2 separate regions of the Arachis hypogaea genome follow, and region 2 is linked to region 1. Evidence: chromatin contacts called from public Hi-C data. All regions are on one chromosome and are shown on one strand. The core of a region is the stretch at or near the end of the contact, and the rest is flanking DNA. Distances in the headings are between cores, read along the strand shown.

Region 1 (5,495 bases), core at 1,547-4,046:
TTTAATTTATTGAAAGTCAGGTCTTTACATTCTACCATTCTTAAAGAAAATTTTGCCATCAAAATTTTAACTATATCTAAGGAGTTAGAGAGATATCTAGGTCATACAGTATAGTTAAGGTTCTTAGTTATTATACACTTACCTTGAGATCCGATCTTAGAGACATTGGCAGTAGTTGCGGTAAAATATTTCCCTATTGTTGGGCCTAGAGGTCCTATCTACAATCCTCTTGTGGCAGTCTTTTGCCAAGTGTCCTTCCTTGCTGCAGTAGTAATAGATATTTGGGCTAAACTGAAAGGACCTATCATCATGATCTTCCTACACTTCGGGCATATGAGGCCATTCTGATATTGCTGAGGTTGTTCTCCTTGTTCATGCCCCAAGTCATGATTGTTGTTGTTGCCATTAAAATGAGTAGAAAGGTAATCGCCTTGTTGGTTCCAATGTTGTTGCTGACTGTTAGTTTTGAAATCTCTACCTTGAGGGGATAAACTCCGATTGAAGCTTGGTTGTGTAGCCTCTCGACGACTTGCTTGTGTCACCATTAACTTCTTCGAAGATTCATCTGCCAGCTGACTTTTATTGACTAGTTCAGCAAAGTTCTTCATCTCAATTGGACCAACAAAAGCCAGAAGTTCCTCTCTGAGTCCCCCTTCAAACTTAATACACTTCCATTCCTTAAGTTCGGCGGGGACTCCCTGACGGACCTTAGAGAAGCGATATAGATTCTTAGACTTGCGAGTGTAGTCAGCAACCAACATAGTCCCCTTGTCTTAGTTGTAGTAGCTCAAGCTCGTTTGCATTATGGGCCGATTGAGGAAAATACTTCTTATAGAATGTTGTCCTAAAATTGGCCCAGGTAACCTCAACATCTCCTTGTCTCAGTAATTGCTATGCTCCATGCTACAAGTACTATGTGTCTCCTTTCAACAAGTATGTTGCAACTCCACATATTATCCTTTGGAAACTTGTTGTGCCCGAAGAGACCTCTCGATGTCTCAGAACCAATCGTCAGCCTTAGTAGCACTAGTAGTTTGAGTGAATCGGCGTGGATTGACTTTCAAAAAAGTAGCCAAGGTCATAGGTCTATCTTTCGAGGTCTATCTTTCTCAGATGATCTGGTGCCATGTCTATTACCTTTACTATTGCTAATGCCATTACCATTCCCATTCTGCTATTCAGGATGCTCTATATCCCGGTTTGTTGCAGCTACTGAGCCACGTATATTCATAGCCATAGCGTTCATGGTTTCTAACAGAGTAGCTGGATCTAATGTTGGCTTGGTATTTGGACTTATTCGCTGATGATCATGCCTGTTTGCAGCCATTAGGGTCCTATTAGCATCAAACAATCAAGTTTAGGTGTTAGTATTCCAAAAAATGAATGTTTCATAGATTATCATGTAAAAAATGAATGTTCACAGACTATCATTTGCATGGTTTACACCTTTGTCTGCGTCTATCGCCTCCGTCTGCGTCGCGTTGTCCCTGCCCTTTCAGTACGTCCACCAACTCCTGTGCCTTAACTGTGTCTCGTTTCTCATGTGTGTCTCTCGTTGTTGCGTCCTCATCCAGCGTTGTTGCCTCCCCCTCGTCAGTCTCTGTTTCACCATGCTTGGTCTCCTTCTTCTCTGCCCGCATTCTGCCTTCACATCATCAGGTAAGCTTTTTAATTTTTTTAAGTTATTCAATTAGTTAGCATTTGTTTTGAGGTATTGAGACGGAAATTAGGAGATTGGAACTCAGTATCATATTTGTTGGCCCAGAAACTACTAAAATTTCAATCTTCATCACTAAATTTTCAATATTTTAATACATCTAAAAAATAGAGACATAGGTAACAGAAATTTTTGAAGACGTTCTCAAATGCCTTCATTCAAAATTTTATATTCCAAATTTATCTTTCACCTCACCTCTCACTCCACCGCGCAACCCCACCCCACCTTTCACTCTACCACCATACCTCCACCACCAGCAATAATAATGCCGACAATAATAACAATAATCTCATCAATCATATTCAACAACAACAATAATTTATAAATCAGATTTAACAACAACAAAATAATATCATAAATCAGATTCAACAACAACGGAAGGACGTTAAAAAGAAACAGGAGAGAATGAAGGGGATTAATTAGGGCTTTATAAGTCCACCTAGTCATTGATGAACACTACAAGAAGGGATTGCTATTCCAGAGAGAAATTCGAAGCGTGAAAATGGCGACGACCATTTGGAAAACCAATTCAGCAAAAAACGCAGTTCGCTATTTCTCTCAGCTAAGCCGCCAGAGCCATCTCACTTATTGCACAGCTTTTTTCCCTTCTCTTCCCTCTCAATTCTACCTCGCAGACGGTGACGAAAGAGCTCGACAGTGACGGCAGAACAAGCAAGAGTGATAGTAGAATTTGGCGGTGACGGCAGACCGAACGAGAGTGACGACAGAGCGGGTGAGAAAAAGTGAGCAACCAAGAGAGAGAGAGAGAGTGCGTGCAGAGAAGGAAAGGCAGAGCGAGTAGAAAGAAAGGGGAAATGGGAATGAGTGTGTGGGTTTAGAGTTTTTTATTTTTTTAATTAATAAGAGCATTTTAGTAATTTCAAATATTTTGGTTTTTTCTTTCAATGTTTTGAAAATCGGATCCGAGCGGATCAATTCAACCACGAACCGGCAACATTACAGTCCGATCAAGCATATAAAACCGGTAATAAAAAATCGGTGAAAAACCATTGAACTAGATGAGAACCGGCCGGTCGGACCGAACCGAAACCCGGCCGGTTTACACAAAAAAGGGAAGCTCCTTCGTTTCTTTCTCCCTTTCTTTCTTTCTTTCAGAGAAATCACACAAACCCAACCACAAAACCCTAGCACTGTAAGCCTACACAACCGCCGCAAGGAGTGGCATACTGCCGCCCTCCGTCGCACTCAAATTTCGCCATCCGTTATCTAGCATCCCTCGTGCTCCAAGTCTTCAACCCCTGTTCGCTGTCACCGATCGCGGCTGCTTCCTCGAGCTCGGCGTCCGTCGTCTTTGTCTGCTCAGCCGCGCTTCCGTCGCCGTTTCTTTGCCGTTCACGTTCGCTCGGCGTTCACCGTTCGCGTTCACTCGCTGTTCACCGTTCGAGTTCGCGTTCGTCTGGAAGCCACGTTGCTCTGCTTCAAACTCTGCGACCAACCCGCGCGCTCCACCCAGCCGTCGAACTGCTCTCTTTTGTCACCGCCGTGAGTTCCCTAAACCCGCCACCAGACAATACACTCACACAACACCAATACTCTGCTTCAAACTCTGCAACTTCTGATTTCTATTACAATAAGTAATTATTTGATTTGGTAGTGGTTTGGATTTTTTCATAGACTGAATTAAAGTTACAAACTTACAATAGTTATGTTCTCTTCTCTATCACATTGAGATTAAGCTTTGAATTCTCTTATTTCGTTTTAATTTTACCGCACTCACCATGTTTGATGAAATGCTTTAACCATATTTCTGGTTGGTTTTATAATTTCTAGCTTTTAGAAACTTAGTAAGTTGATTGCATGTGAAATTAGAATAATTGGATCATAGTAATTAGGAAATTTTAGCTGCACAAATAGCATCTTTGCAGAAAACATATTAGCATGATTATTCCACTTGCATTAGTGTTCTTATGGTAAATTTTAACTGTTGTTGTGAACTTGTTAATTTGCTAATTGTTCTTGTGTTGTTGTTCTGTTGTTCTTCTGTTACTTTTAATGTTTTTTGTTTTTGTTGTGATTTTCTGTTCTTGAACTTGTTAAGTTCATAATTTGCTAAATTGTTGCGCTGTTGTTGTTTTAATTTGCCAAATTGTTAGGTTGCTGCGACTTAATTTGTTGGATTTTCTATTTAGGTCTTATTCTTGTTTATTTGCTAAATTGTTGTTGTGTATTTATTGTTTATTTGCTGGATATTGGTGATCATTGTCTTTGAGATTATTTACTATGCAGGTTTAGTGTCGTCACTGTTTTGGAATGTTTTATAATGTACTAATGTTTGTTGCTGTTTTGTAATTGCTAGTTGCAGGTTTAGTATTATTATTGGTTAATGTTTTGTAATGTTTGATGCTGAATGCTGATTGTTGAGTTCAGATATGGTTGTTTATTTTGACTTGGGTAAAGAGACTTATGGTCATTTTTTCCTACCTTGTACCGATTCAGATGATTATTTTCAGAGGATGAGCACTTATTTATGTATCTTGAGAAACTGTCTTTGTGTGTGTTATGAGCATTTGGTGAAGCCTGTGTTGTACCTATTCAAAGCTTAGTTTTACCAAATGGTCTTTAAAGCAACTCATCCAAAATGCTACTGTACAAACCCAAGTCTGTTGTCTCTTAAAGCCTGTATGCACCTTCATTTGGTGAAGCCTTTCTAGCACTAGTCCACTACCAACTTTGTTATTAATAATGTTATCAAATTTATTTATCCGAGTACTATGTTTATTTTTCAGTTGGATTTATGATAATTCATTTGATATTCTTCCTATTCTTGTCAGATATTTCTTTTAACATTTTGTGTACTGATGAGGAATTGTACTTGCTTGGTATCATACTTTCAAATGGCAATTTTGCATTTAATATAAAAAAAGGAAAATCCTAAAAGAGTAATTCACCACTCCATTGGAAAAACTTCATACTACCCTATACCCTCAACTTAATACTTGCATATTTATAATTTATTTATTATTCTATTTTTAAACGGTTTTTCCGGTTAAACCATCGGTTGAACCGGTTGGACCAATGAACCATTAAACCAGTGACTAAAATAGTTTGATGACGGTCCGGTTCTCAAAACCTTGCTACTTTTATCTCAAACCAAATAGGATACTGAGATATAAGGCAGTTTTGTACATTTTATACCAAACACAATATTAAAACTTATTTTAGTCTCATTCTCCTAGTCTGTCTCTCAGTCTCAGTTTCTCTTCTAAACGTTACTAAGTTATTGGATTATAATCTGTTTAATGATTAATTGATTAACTGATTGAGTTGAATCGTGATTGTTGTTAATTATATTTTGTTGATTCTTGGCAGATTATTCAAATTTTGTTTTTACAGTGTAATATATGTTGTGTAATATGTAGGTTTAGTAGATGATTGGTGCTTTTTTTTTTCTTTCTGATTATTGGTGTTTAGGGTTGATTTGTTGCTTTTAATATGAATATGGTGAATTGAGCTGCTGTTTTTATATTGTTGGTGCTGTTTTTATATAGTGTGAATTTATATTTTGGATAGTAAATAGGTTCTATGAATTGAACTGTAGTGAAAATGTTCTGAAAATTTATGTTATTCTGCTCATGTTTATTCTATTTTAAGAGTCTTAACTAATGTTATCCTTAAGCTTTAGCTAACTTAATTTTTATTTTATTTGGTTTTACTCGGAGATAGTCATTAGTACCAGACAAAAAGAAACACACGAAGAAAGGAAGACAAGCATGGCTAGGGAGATGAGAAAGCAAATGTCGCGGTGGTGATACCCAAA
Region 2 (5,495 bases), core at 1,183-3,682, 330 kb before region 1:
CAGGAAGGATGACATGGAAACTGCAATGAGGCCACTAACATGGCTGGAGTTAGTGTGAACCATAAGATTGTTTGGTTAGTTTTGTCCTAGATGAATAGCCTTTGTTATATGTATTTAACTCTTGTTGGTGTTGTTGTTATCATTGTTAGGAAAAAGCTAAGAAAAATAAGAAGAAACTACCAAGAGGAGAGAAAAAAACAAGTGGTGTAGGTCCAGAAGGTACACCTTAAGAGATTTTTTTGTCACAAAATGCCCCACAATCAGAGGAGGTAAAGTTTTTATATTAATACTTTAAAGCTAATTACCTTAGCTTTCATAAATTATCTAGGACTGTAACACAGATTCTTTGTAGGTCCAACATGCAACAAATCCAAGCAACATTCAACAAGGGTCATTTGATGTAGCCTTCACAACTCAATCCAATCCAATCCTAAGGTTAAATAACCCTATTATCAGGCCCCCATCTCCACCAACTCAGTTTGTGCAATTCAGTCAACCACCTACAATAGATCAATCTAACCCAACACCCAGCATGTCAAGTTTCATGCCCACACCCCACCAGCACCAAGGTCGACACTTTGGTTCAAATCTCAACTAGGACAAGGTCCAGCACTTACGTCCCATGCTTCGGCAAATCCTACTCATGGCCCAATAGCTCATCCGACAAATCCAACAAGTGGAGGTGGTGCAATATCAGCAGAAACAATGGCTGCTGCAAGCTTGGGAACTGCTTCAAGGATTTTCAAATTTGTGCCCACTCCCAAGCTCAAGCGTCCAGAACTTAGGCCACCTAAGAAGATGTGAACTTGGAGTACCTTTCATTGCTGTTTTGTATCTTGGCTACAAGCCTTTAGGACACATGTTTTGCTTCAAAAAAACTTCTATGTTTTGATACTTACTACTACTGGTTTTAGACATAGGGCTTTTGGTTGAGATCTCTATATTTTGGTTATCTGACCCAGGGCCATGTTGCTGCCCATATTTTGAATGGCATATTATGTGTTAAGTTGTTTCAACAACTGTAATGTTCTTTTATTATCAATATATTAACATGGATGTTTCTTTGACTGTAGATATTTAGTGCTACTTAGCTAGCATGTATATTTGTTAATTTTATGTCATGACATATATGCCATTATCTATCAATATAGGGATGAAATTTAACATATTCATCACAGGCCATGGTTCAAATTTTACAAATTCACCACAATAATTCATGCTTCATTTATCATAAAAAATGTTGTTCACAACTCAACTCAGTGAAATAACAAAATTCAGCTATCAAATTCTTACACACTTGTTCTAAACAAGCTTGCAATTACAACCCCACCCAGAAATGCTAACAAATTAAACACATACCTAATACATCTACTTTCACCCATTTTCAGTCTGCAGTAATCTAACTGATCCTCCAAACTAATTAATCTTTCCTCGAACTCATTAACTTTGTTATCCACCACATAACTATGACTTTCCAATTGATTCTGCTTCTACTTTGATTCCCCAAATGAGACAGCCTTGTTAGCATCCTCACCACATGAAGATACATAATCATCTAGCCATGCAAAGAAGTTGCAATGCCATTTTTCAGTCTACCAAAAAGTATAACATTTGTTATCATCTGTGGAATAGAAATTGAAAACAAAAAATTAGCTAAACCCTCAAAAACTACCTTAAATTTTAGGCAGTAAAAGAATAATCTATATGAATTCTTCACTGTCCCTGACATGAACAATATTGCATGAGAACCACAATAACAAATTGGGACAACCCATTGCTTCTTCCTCGGAGCTCCAACACTCCCACCAGAATTTAGGCTCCAGCTTGAATCGTCTCTGCTTCGTGGGTTTGATGATGAACAACGCTCTCCATTACCAATCATAGTCTCCTAGGGCTTGTATTTGGGTTGGGAGAAGAGTGAGAGATTAGTAGCGTCGAATCACTTTAAAACCATTGTGTTTCAGTGAAGACTAAAAACGAGGTCGTTTTTGGTTTCTACAGCGGGACAGAACGACCCCTTACCATTTCCTAATAGCACGTGGCGAGAACCACTAAAACGACGTAGTTTTAGGTCTCTAAAGAAGGACAAATCGACCCCTGTCCATTTTCTAATGGCCACGTAGAACTTAACAGACTGTTAACCTCCAACTCAGCAACGTTAACTGACACGTAGGCAACTTCCGTCTATTTTGGTCAGAGAAGATAATGGAAGAACCAAAAAGTCTCACAAAAGTATGGGATATGGACCGATATATCCCTTTTTTTTGGATAAGGGCTGTGATGTCCATCGAAAAAAAAAGACAAAAATTGGATTGAATGTTCAGATTGCTTAAGTGGCCAAGGTATAGAATACGCATCGGTTACAATTTGCTTAAATACTGGACAAACGAGTATAATTAGTTATTTATTGGACTAACTACATGCAATCTCCAATAAAAATCGTATTTATAAATAATGTTCTTATATTTTTTTTTTGAAAATAATAATTTTTTTAATTTATATAAAAAATCGAAAGAAAACATTCGTAATGAGAAGAAAGAACATTCTAGAAAAATCAAGTGTCTTACTATTTTCGTATTAAGCTGCGCAAGTACGCAACTAGAGAAACGAATGGATTTATAGAAAATTAGATATAAAAAAGAAGAGAGAGATCGTAAACCCATGAAAGAAAAATATTTACAATAAAAACCCTAACTCTGCCTTGTTCGATCACAATCTGCACAAAAAACCCCCCAGAAAATCACAGCCTCCAATCAGCCACCGTCGGCCACTCGATTTCAGCTCCACGCCGCCGCGTCTCCACCACAGTAATGCCTCTTACTATTTTGATTTTCTGAAAATTTCCCCTGCTATATGTTGAAATAGTTATTATCCTTGGAAGTTCATAGGTGGACCGCAAAGGGAATTCGGGGTATTGTAGAGAAGTTGATGCCGCTGAATCAAGTTGTTTCAAACCGAAGGTACGGTGTTGTGAAAATCTGCTTGCTGTGTTTTGAAATATATTTTTTTATTTATTTTTTATAGGGGGAAAAATTTAGGTTAGATGGAAGGAAATTATTGAATTGGGTGAGTAGATATAAGATATAACTGCTGTGTTGTTGTTCTTGTTGTTGTATTGTGAGTAATTAATCATGCTGAGAAGGCTATTAGAAATATATTAAAACTTAAAAGTTCCACAAAGATCTTATTTTCATTTTATTCTCCGCAGGCTTCCTGAAGACTTAATTTTGGCACGGAGTTCACGCTTTTTAGACATCTTGATTGAAGGGTACAACCACTATTATGGTATGCCCTCATTCGTTATTTGTCAAATTTATTATTTTTGTAACCTAATCTTCGAGCTTGTTCTAAATAAAACTAGGTTTCCATGAGGAAGCACTGTTTCTTATTTTTGGTGTTAGATAGTGATGAGATGACTTTGCAAGATTGCATTCTTGAAACTTTAGATATTTCAAGCTCCAATTCAGTTAACATGTGGGAGTATGGATGATATCGTGTTGTTGGTTTGGAAGCATAGGGTTTCAAATTCATGTTTTGAGAATCACAAGCTGAAATTTATTTGTAATTTGAAGTTTAGGGTTTTCTAGCATAGAAAGTTAGTTCCGGAGTGGAGATTGTGGGAATTTTTATTTTGTTTTTCCCCAAATTGTTTTTGGAAGGACAAAGTTGCTCTGAATGATTCATGCATCCAATCTAGTGGGGTTGGGAGTGGTAGTGGCGGCACCGGTGGTTGTTAATTGTTCTGTGGTTTATTTACAACATTTGTTTCTTTGCTCTGGAACTGAAACTTAAACTTGGAACAGGCCACACCTTTTTTTGCAGGGCTTGCTGTAGCTGCTGCTGCCTATGCTGGCAGATATAGTATTCAGGCTTGGCAAGCGTTCAAGGCGAGACCACCTAGGATGCGTAAATTTTATGAAGGTGGTTTCCACGCTGCCATGACTAGGAGGGAAGCAGCTCTCATACTTGGTGTTAGGTACTACCTTTTTTTTATATATATTTTTAAAGATTATGTTATGATGCTCATGGTCAGATGGTGTCTCGATTACTTAGAGGAGGAAAAACAAACTGTATGTGGCTATGTGCCTGAGGAGTTGTCCTTCTAGAGGTTGTTTTCAATAAATTTTGATGTTTCTTTATTGGATAAAAATTAAAATTTGAGGTTTCCCATCATATCTTTGGAATCCTGTAGTTATGCATGCCTAATGCATAATAAATCAAATGTGTTAAATCTTTCAGTGTTGAAATTTTGGTTCTTGATGCTGTGAAGGTTGGGATATAAAGAGTTACACTAATCAATCTATATTCTATTGATTTGTTTAGCCGTTAAATTTGTATGTGATTTGGGTTTTTGAACACATTCCTTCCTTTCCAAGGACGAGAAAAGTTGTTGTGGGTTAAATTCTGGAATATCCATATAGAAATTTATGAATACCTTGTATAGACATTTAATTATAAAATGTCAATAATTTCTTGAATGTGCATATGGCTAATTAATCAGAAAGCTCGGAAGGCTTTATCTCTACCTTGACGCTTTGTTTTTTGTTTTCCATATTTTTATATGGTTGCCTCCTCAAGCTATTCTTTCCATTGTTGATTTTCAATTATCACTATGGCAGAGAACACACTCCCACGGATAAGGTTAAAGAAGCACATAGGAGGGTGATGATTGCGAATCATCCAGATGCGGGTGGCAGCCATTACCTGGCATCCAAAATCAATGAAGCAAAGGATGTGTTGCTTGGAAAGACAAAGGGTGGTGGTTCAGCATTTTGATGATAATTAGTCTCATAATATAGTTTCAACGTGGTTCTTGCTGATCATTCAACTATGAACCCTTCAGTCTGCGGCCAATTCTTTTATAGACTATAGTGAGAAAGTTGTGTAGGACAGTGCTATGATGCACCAAAATTATTTAAAGGTATAGATCTTAGCATTAGTGTTCTTCATTATATCTCTTTTATTGCATCTACACCATGGGAATATCTTTGTCCATCATGTAACCTGGTACATGTTCATGTTCGAATTGTAATAATGTTGAATATTAGATTGGTTGGGGTCATTAATCTTTAAATGATTCGGATTTGTCATCTTCATAAACTTGGAGATCATTTATAGCTGTGAATTTTATGTTTGTTCCTATTCCTTTTCTTGCCATCTACTCCAATTAAAATGCCAAAGACATCCATTCGTTTAGTCGCACTTTTAAAAATAAGACTTATATAGAAAAAGTAACGAGTTAAAGGGATTATAACTTATTTAGATAAACGTAACATCTTTATAACATTAAAATTAAACTTTACAAAAGAATTCACTATTTAATGGTAAAAAGAAGGATTTTCACATCAAAATAATTAGTCTCTTTATTGGAGTATCTACATTCTTAGTATTTGGCAATGGATGATACGACATGAAAGGGAGTCTCAGGTGTTTCGGGTTGAAAATTGAGAATTTTAATGTTTGAAACAATCTAATGCAAGGTAACAAAATAATTT

What was found. Hi-C and Micro-C count contacts between places; a contact is called where the count stands out from the background.
Region 2: a contact with region 1 is called in a Hi-C map of leaf, with 2.6 times the contacts expected there. The contact joins the promoter of LOC112747858 here to the promoter of LOC112747835 in region 1. A contact is called at or near these places in 2 of 8 Hi-C or Micro-C datasets (both in leaf).

What each region holds. Positions count from the first base shown.
Region 1 is chr2:72,143,181-72,148,675 of arahy.Tifrunner.gnm2.J5K5, reverse strand. It overlaps LOC112747835 (protein WHAT'S THIS FACTOR 1, chloroplastic), which reads left to right and starts at 2,796. Exons shown (of 3, transcript XM_072218825.1): 1 at 2,796-3,220; 2 at 5,402-5,495.
Region 2 is chr2:72,471,321-72,476,815 of arahy.Tifrunner.gnm2.J5K5, reverse strand. It overlaps LOC112747858 (mitochondrial import inner membrane translocase subunit TIM14-3), which reads left to right and starts at 2,432. Exons shown (of 5, transcript XM_025796067.2): 1 at 2,432-2,807; 2 at 2,882-2,960; 3 at 3,209-3,285; 4 at 3,804-3,976; 5 at 4,620-5,125. The coding sequence starts at 3,283. The coding sequence ends at 4,776.